Regions from separate parts of the Nomascus leucogenys genome. Here region 2 is linked to region 1. A link is a contact called in public Hi-C data. All regions are on one chromosome and are shown on one strand. Each heading gives the region's core, a stretch centred on a gene start, on an enhancer-like site or on the middle of the called end of the contact. The rest is flanking DNA. Distances are from core to core; before and after follow the strand shown. Region 1 overlaps CFAP57 (cilia- and flagella-associated protein 57). Region 2 overlaps SZT2 (KICSTOR complex protein SZT2).

Evidence for each region. Hi-C and Micro-C count contacts between places; a contact is called where the count stands out from the background.
Region 2: a contact with region 1 is called in a Hi-C map of a lymphoblastoid cell line, with 2.8 times the contacts expected there. The contact joins two enhancer-like sites. A contact is called at or near these places in 2 of 4 Hi-C or Micro-C datasets (a lymphoblastoid cell line and an unstated tissue).

Annotation. Positions count from the first base shown.
Region 1 is chr12:12,233,892-12,237,203 of Asia_NLE_v1, reverse strand. The region is part of intron 21 of CFAP57 (cilia- and flagella-associated protein 57); the gene reads right to left. Among named protein-coding and RNA genes, the nearest start is that of EBNA1BP2, 25 kb to the right of the region's middle. Within about 2 kb of position 1,778, the one cell type or tissue checked has an H3K27ac peak away from gene starts, as active enhancers do. A contact at or near this core is called in a lymphoblastoid cell line, where this site is marked.
Region 2 is chr12:12,423,680-12,426,855 of Asia_NLE_v1, reverse strand. SZT2 (KICSTOR complex protein SZT2) reads right to left here. Exons shown (of 69, transcript XM_030823675.1): 17 at 2,975-3,089; 18 at 2,773-2,886; 19 at 2,385-2,555; 20 at 2,115-2,209; 21 at 1,745-1,868; 22 at 1,479-1,643; 23 at 1,190-1,394; 24 at 806-921; 25 at 438-684. Among named protein-coding and RNA genes, the nearest start is that of HYI, 27 kb to the left of the region's middle. Within about 2 kb of position 1,710, the one cell type or tissue checked has an H3K27ac peak away from gene starts, as active enhancers do. A contact at or near this core is called in a lymphoblastoid cell line, where this site is marked.

The DNA of each region.
Region 1 (3,312 bases), core at 529-3,028:
GAGGTATTTGGGTCATGGGAGCAGATTCCTCATGAAGGGCTTGGTGCCATCCTTGCGGTCATGAGTGAGTGCTTGTTCTATTCGTTCCTGCAAGAACTAGTTGTTTGAAAAGAACCTGGCCCCGGCTGGGCGCGGTGGCTCACACCTGTAATCCCGGCACTTTGGGAGGCTGAGGCAGACGGATCACGAGGTCAGGAGATCAAGACCATCCTGGCTAACATGGTGAAAACCCATCTCCGCTAAAAATACAAACAATTAGCCAGGCGGGGTGGTGGATGCCTGTAGTCCCAGCTACTCGGGAGGCTGAGGCAGGAGAATGGCATGAACCCAGGAGGTGGAGCTTGCAGTGAGCTGAGATCATGCCACTGCGCTCCAGCCTGGGCGACAGAGCAAGACTGGCCCCTTCTCTTCTCCTACTCCCTCTTTCGCCATCTGACATGCCTGCTTCTCTTGTGCCTTCCATCATGAGTAAAAGCTTCCCGAGGTCTTGACCAGAAGCAATGCTGGTGCCATGCTTCCTGTACAGCCCTCAGAACTGTGAGCCAAATAAACCTCTCTTCTTTATAAATTACCCAGCCTCAGGTATTCCTTTATAGTAATGAAATTCTCTCTCTCGGATGAAATGCCCAGTCCTCATTGTCAACCCCTCATTCTTCATGCTAGAATTTGTACTTGTGTTTCTGAATCAGATGTTTTCTCCATTGAATGCTTTACCCTTTTAACCAACCCAGGCCTTGGTGATTGTAGTGTGATGGGTCCCCCACCAGGTTACCTAAGGGTGTATATTCACTGTCTGAACCCTCAAGGCCAGGCAATTAATCAAGGCCATGGTGCCCAGCTGTGGAGCAGGTGTCCCTGAGAATCCGAACATCCTAGAAGATATCTGAAAACCTACTAAGGAAAACAGTCCCATGGCACATACACAGTAGGTGAAGAGCCAGAAAATTAGCTTAAAAGCAGCATAGAGATGTGAGGCAAAGCAGGTCTCTAGAGCTGTCCTGCTGCTGCCGAGGAGTGCCCCACATGGAAGACCTAAATAAACTCATCTACTCACCAAGCTGGACTTGTCATTCTTTGGTGTCCCCAGTTTGGGAGGGAGAGTGGGGAACATTACAGTTCCAAATTGTCTAATAACAGTGATAGGTTTCCCGCATTTCCTTTCCAGATGCTGCCTGGTAAAACTCTGCTAGATCCTCCCATGGACCTTCTCCTTGCAGACTTTATATCATGACATGATCAATTCAATACATATTTATTGGGTTATGGACCTTGGACCCTGCCTTGCGTGTTAGAGGTGCTCAATAAATATTTGTGAAATGGATGAGAAAATGAATAACTAATGCAGTGGATACCAAACCGAATAAGATGAGATTCTTACTAATAAGGAAGTTACAAACCAAGGGATAAGGGACAGGTGAAAGAGACCAGAACAGAAGGGAAGGTCTTAGAGCCACAGGGGAAGCTTGCTCGCTTAAGGTCTCTCTCCATTTCTCCTTTCAGTAGGCCTCGCTAAGCTTCACTTCTCCTGATCCTCATTAAAGAACTCAATAATAATCATCAGAATAAGCACTAGAAACTGAAAGCACAATTCGAGTTCTCTCACAGTTTGCATCTTTAGTCACTTCCTCTTTTTGGTCATCTCCATCCATTCTGTCACTGAGTCCTGTTGATTTTGTGTCTGAGCTGATTCTGATGTTCATCCTACCTGCTGGTTTGTCACCAGCTCTCAGTGCTCTTCCTTGTTCTGCTGTAAAGGCCCCCCGGCAAGTGGAGCCCTGCCCTGGCTTCTCCCCACCCCCTCCACCCTCTACAGCCCTGTCACTGTGATTGGGATTTCTGGCTTCTGGTACCTGTTGGTGTGAATGCCTGTTCCTGATCCCCCCTGCCAACCTCTGACATCTTCATGATGCTCCCTTACCTAAATGGGTCTGCAGGGCTTGATCCTTGTTGGAGTATGATTGAGGCCCACCACTCAGTGCAGCCTGACTCTCTTGTTCTGTTCGTTCATTCATTCATTCATTCATTCATTCATTCACTTATTCATTTAAGAAAAGTAATCTAAGAACCAGTTCCTGAAAGCTTACTCTGGTCACTGGGCCAGACGTGGGAGGTCCCGCTTGGCTCCACTGCAGAGCTGCCATGAGAGGCTGAAGCAGGGGCCCAACCCAGAGTGAGGAGGGCTCCCAGGGGAGACAGAGGAGAAGAGTGTTCCAGGCCCAGAGCCAGGAGGCGGCAAGCAGAATCTAAGGCAGGAAGAGCTTGATGATAACGATAATAAGAGTAACCACAATTGCAAGGGTTGATTGGATCACTGCAAATGTATCAGACAGCATGCATACAGTCCCTCAGTTCATCCTTACCCCAACCTTGTGAGGAAACTGAGGCCGTATCTCAGTGGTAGAGCTGGGGTCTGAACCTTGTCGTGCCTCCATCCAGAGTGCCCTGTTCCTCCATGACTACTGCTTTCCAGGCTCTGCTGTCCCCCCTCACATTTATGTCACCTCCATTCCAATACCTCACATAGAATGATGGCCAAGGATACTCCCAATAAGTATAAGTTGGGCTACCCGCAAAATGTTTTCTGGGATGGCCTGTGTTCTGAGGGGTCCCGAGGTCACATTGAGGTCAACCGTTTATGCTTTGGATGGCTTTGTGAATTAAAAATGTGAATGCAATGGGTTTGCTGAGCCTTCTCTTCCTGATCTCTCCCTGGTCAGTTTGACCTCCAAAATCCCCTCCAATCCTCCAGACCCCCACCCAGGTCTACACAGCTGCAGAGGAAATCTGACCTGGGGTCCACCAACGTGCCAAGTCTTGCGGGATGTGAAACTGTTTATGTAAAAAGCTTTCTAAGCAAAAGGGCTCTGCCAAGCTGTCCAGGACTGCCTTTGGCCTTTGGAACTGACTGATGACCCTGGCAGGTCTTTCCGACCTCCGTATTGAGCAGAGAAGAGAAGGGAATGCCTACAGCACCCCCTAATGGCATGGCCTGAGTCGATGCCTTTAGAATATGGCAGTACCTCACAGCCTGGAAAAAGCAGGCAACAGATTTATTCCATGGACTTGGAATCCTTGCATCAGTGACATCTTTCTGGAACCCACAGTTAGTGGGCTCACCATCTGCCTAACTGCACAAATGAGCCATCCTGGAATCCTTCTCCGTTCTTTCAACCTTCCTCCCATGTCTAACCTGACATTTCTATTTGTCGTTTCTACTCTGAAATGCCTTTTGACGCCACAACTTTCCCCTTTCCAAGTCCTCTGCATCTACCCTTAACACGGCAGTCATTTCCTAACGGGTTTTTCTGCCAC
Region 2 (3,176 bases), core at 461-2,960, 190 kb before region 1:
TTCTCTCCTCCCCTTCCTCCCTTCAACAGGGACCTGTTGAGCCCCTAAGGTGAGCTGGGGACTTAGCAGTGAGCAAAATACAGTTTTGGCCCCCATGAAATTCACAGATTAGTTGGGGAGATTCCTACTATTGTGTGGATGTCCTCAGAACAAGTCTCTACGTTCACGGTTAGCACCAGGGGACTCCCTATCCCTGACTTAGCTCATCACTCAACACCAAAGCAGGGGAGATGGGGAGAGCCTGGGAGGGAGACTGCTGCCTGTGCCAAATCGGGGAGGAAGGCTGCATGGGAGTCAGGGAGCCGGTGACAAAGCACTACTGCTTCTCAGGTGCTTAGATACTACCTTGCACAGTCATTCCCCTGGACTGGAAGGTCCTTGTTTATAGGGATTTGGTCTGTGTACCCTCTTATCCATCATTCAAGTATAATCCTAACCTGGATTCAGAAGCTAGGATAGCTTGTTCCCGAGGCTCAGCACCCTCCTCCATGCTGCTGCTGAAGGGCCCAGGGCTGAGAGGCCCAGGACTTGGGGGTACATGAGGCAAACCCCAAGTGTGGCCACACAATGCAAGGAGAAATGGGGTGATGTCTATTTCTTGTAGTAGCTCCTCACAGGCATCTACTGCTGTCAGCAAATCCTGGGAGGTCACACTCTGTGCTTGCTGCAAGCTGCGGAATAGCCCTGATGGAAGTGGAAGGGGCCATGAGGCTCAAGCTCTGGAATGGCCTCTCCAGTCCCCACCCTGTAATCCCTGTATCTCCCCCAGGGCCCCACTCCTCCCTCCCACGGCCCTCCTGCTCACCACGGACATAGCACCGCTGTGCATGCTCCTGCAGCAGGGCACAGTGGTTAGCTGCCTCCTTGTACCGGGGTTCCATCCAGGCTGAGGATGGGGAGGGGTGGTCGAGGAACTGAGTCCTAGGAAGGGGAGGGAAAATGGAACTTGACCAACTCCCTTAAGTGATACCTCAGACTCATTAGCCATCCACACTCCAATGGATCATCTACAGACACATATCAAGTGTATTCATGGCCTAGCAAGTTCAAGGGTTTGCTGAGGGAAATCAAGCAAGGAGCCAGCAGGATATGGTAGCAACTTACCTGCCCATGCCTGTTAGTGTGTACTTACTTCTTGGTTGGGAGCCATGGCCCGGCGAGGACACAGGTCAACAATGAAGGCACTCACCGGAAGATGAGATCTCGGGGCGCCTGAGGGGGCTGCATGCCAACCATTTGTTCCCTCAGCGCTTCCAGTGAACAGTTGTAGATGTAGACAGGACACCGGGTCCGGGGCCCATCTGCACTCTCTGTCTGGGAAGCCTGACGCCCAGCGTAAGCCTGTAAGTCTCGACGGAAGGGTGGGCTTAGCTCTCCTTGATTCTGGGCGTTGTCTGTGAAGAAAAGGTGTCACGTGGTCTTCCAGCCCTATCTGTTTCCCACTCCCACTCCTGCCCACCTTGAGTCGGCAGCCTTACCACTAGCCAGAGTCACACTGAGGACAGGGACTTGGGACTTTGTAGCTTTGACCCCAGTTCCTCCTAGATCTTTCAGACTGGGAGCCCCACTCCAATCCCCAAACTTAGGCTTTGTCTCCTCTTGAGGGTGTCCCTCCAGGCCACAGGCAGCCAGACGCTGGACATCTGAAGAGGATTAGACATAAATCAGAGCTGCCTGGTGGGCCAGTGAGGGAGCTCAGGGGTTTGTATCTGAGGGGGTTCGTGAGGAGGTCAGCAGCTGGCACCTGAGAAGGTAGCTGGGAGAAAAGTCAGAAACACATGCTGGGGGTTCACAAGCCTTGCATAGCAGCGCCACTGAGGGGGCTGGGCAGAGATGAGAGGCTTGAGAGTTTCAGGAAGACCTACACTCTGTAAGAGAAAAACAGAAATTAGAGCAATCTATAAGGGAATGTCCAACCCCTGTTCCCCTCCTCCACCCTAGAGCTGACTCATCTTAGGTATAGCTTGAAAGATCCAGGACAATGGAAAATGACGGCATTGTGTCATTGGCAGATGCCATTTAGTCTCAAGGGCGATAGAAGGTTGGGGCCTGAAGATGTGGTGCTGGAAGGAGGTCAGTGTGACAAGGGCTCAGGGAGAAGAATCGGTGCTAACCAGGGAAGTAAAAGTGGAGTCTCCTGTGGCCTGGGTGCTGCCGACTGCTTGCTCCTTCGGGATCCCATGAACCCCCAGCAGTGGCCCCTCGGCACCTACAATGGGGGTAGAGATGGGTGAAAGAGGGCAGGGCCAGCAGAGAGGCAGGACTCTGGGTTGAAGAAAGGGGGAGGAAAGGGAAAGCCAAAACTCAAAGACAGAAACCACCCTGTGAGGGTGGGGGAAAAGGGCTGGGCCAGGTCTGGTGTCAGGAGGATGTGGGGAACTCACCTGGAACGTGGCAGGTCCGCCGCAGCACCTCACTCAAGAAGGCAGCCTGGTCAACGGGGGTCAGTGGGATCTCCCGGTCACTCAGCTCCTGCCCCAGGCAGCTGTGCAGCAGGCACAGCACCATGTCGTTGGCGGGACAGGACCCCTCGGCGAAAGGGACACCCTCTGGCTCTGCCCGACACACACTCTGCTCAGCACCAAGAGCCTCCTGTTGCCCGGTGCCCCCGGCTCAGCCCTGACCAGCAAGGCCCCTCCTTCAGCCTCATGGGCTCCTCCTGCCCCCGCCACTCATCTGCTCACTTGCTGACCCATCTGTTTGTTATTCTGTAATACTTCCAGGCTTGCTGGCCCTTTAGGTGTGGGGTGAAAGGGTACCAGGTTCACCTACCTCTGGCAAGCAAGAAGAAGAACATCTGGAGCTGCTGGCACTGTGGCAGCAATCCCATTAGGTCAAAATGGAAAGGGATCTCATGGACACAGGTGTCTCCTCCCTGATCCAATCCTACGAGGGAGGAAAGACAGGACACAGTGAGACCCAGATTACCCTACCCATTCCCCTGCTCCACCAGTGGGCCGCCTGCCCCACTCACCATCAGAGACCCTCGGCTCTGGGGGCAGAGGACCCCATTCCTTGCTCTGGCACAGCTGTATCAGGTATTCAAAGCTCAGCATGGAGCCTATGCAGGCAGCATCCCGTGGGTGGAGCTACAGGAAGAACATCAGAGGTCAGGAGTCAACCCCTCTTAGCCCAGGATACCCTGGGTTCCAGCTCTTCAGGAAGCTTCAACAGTC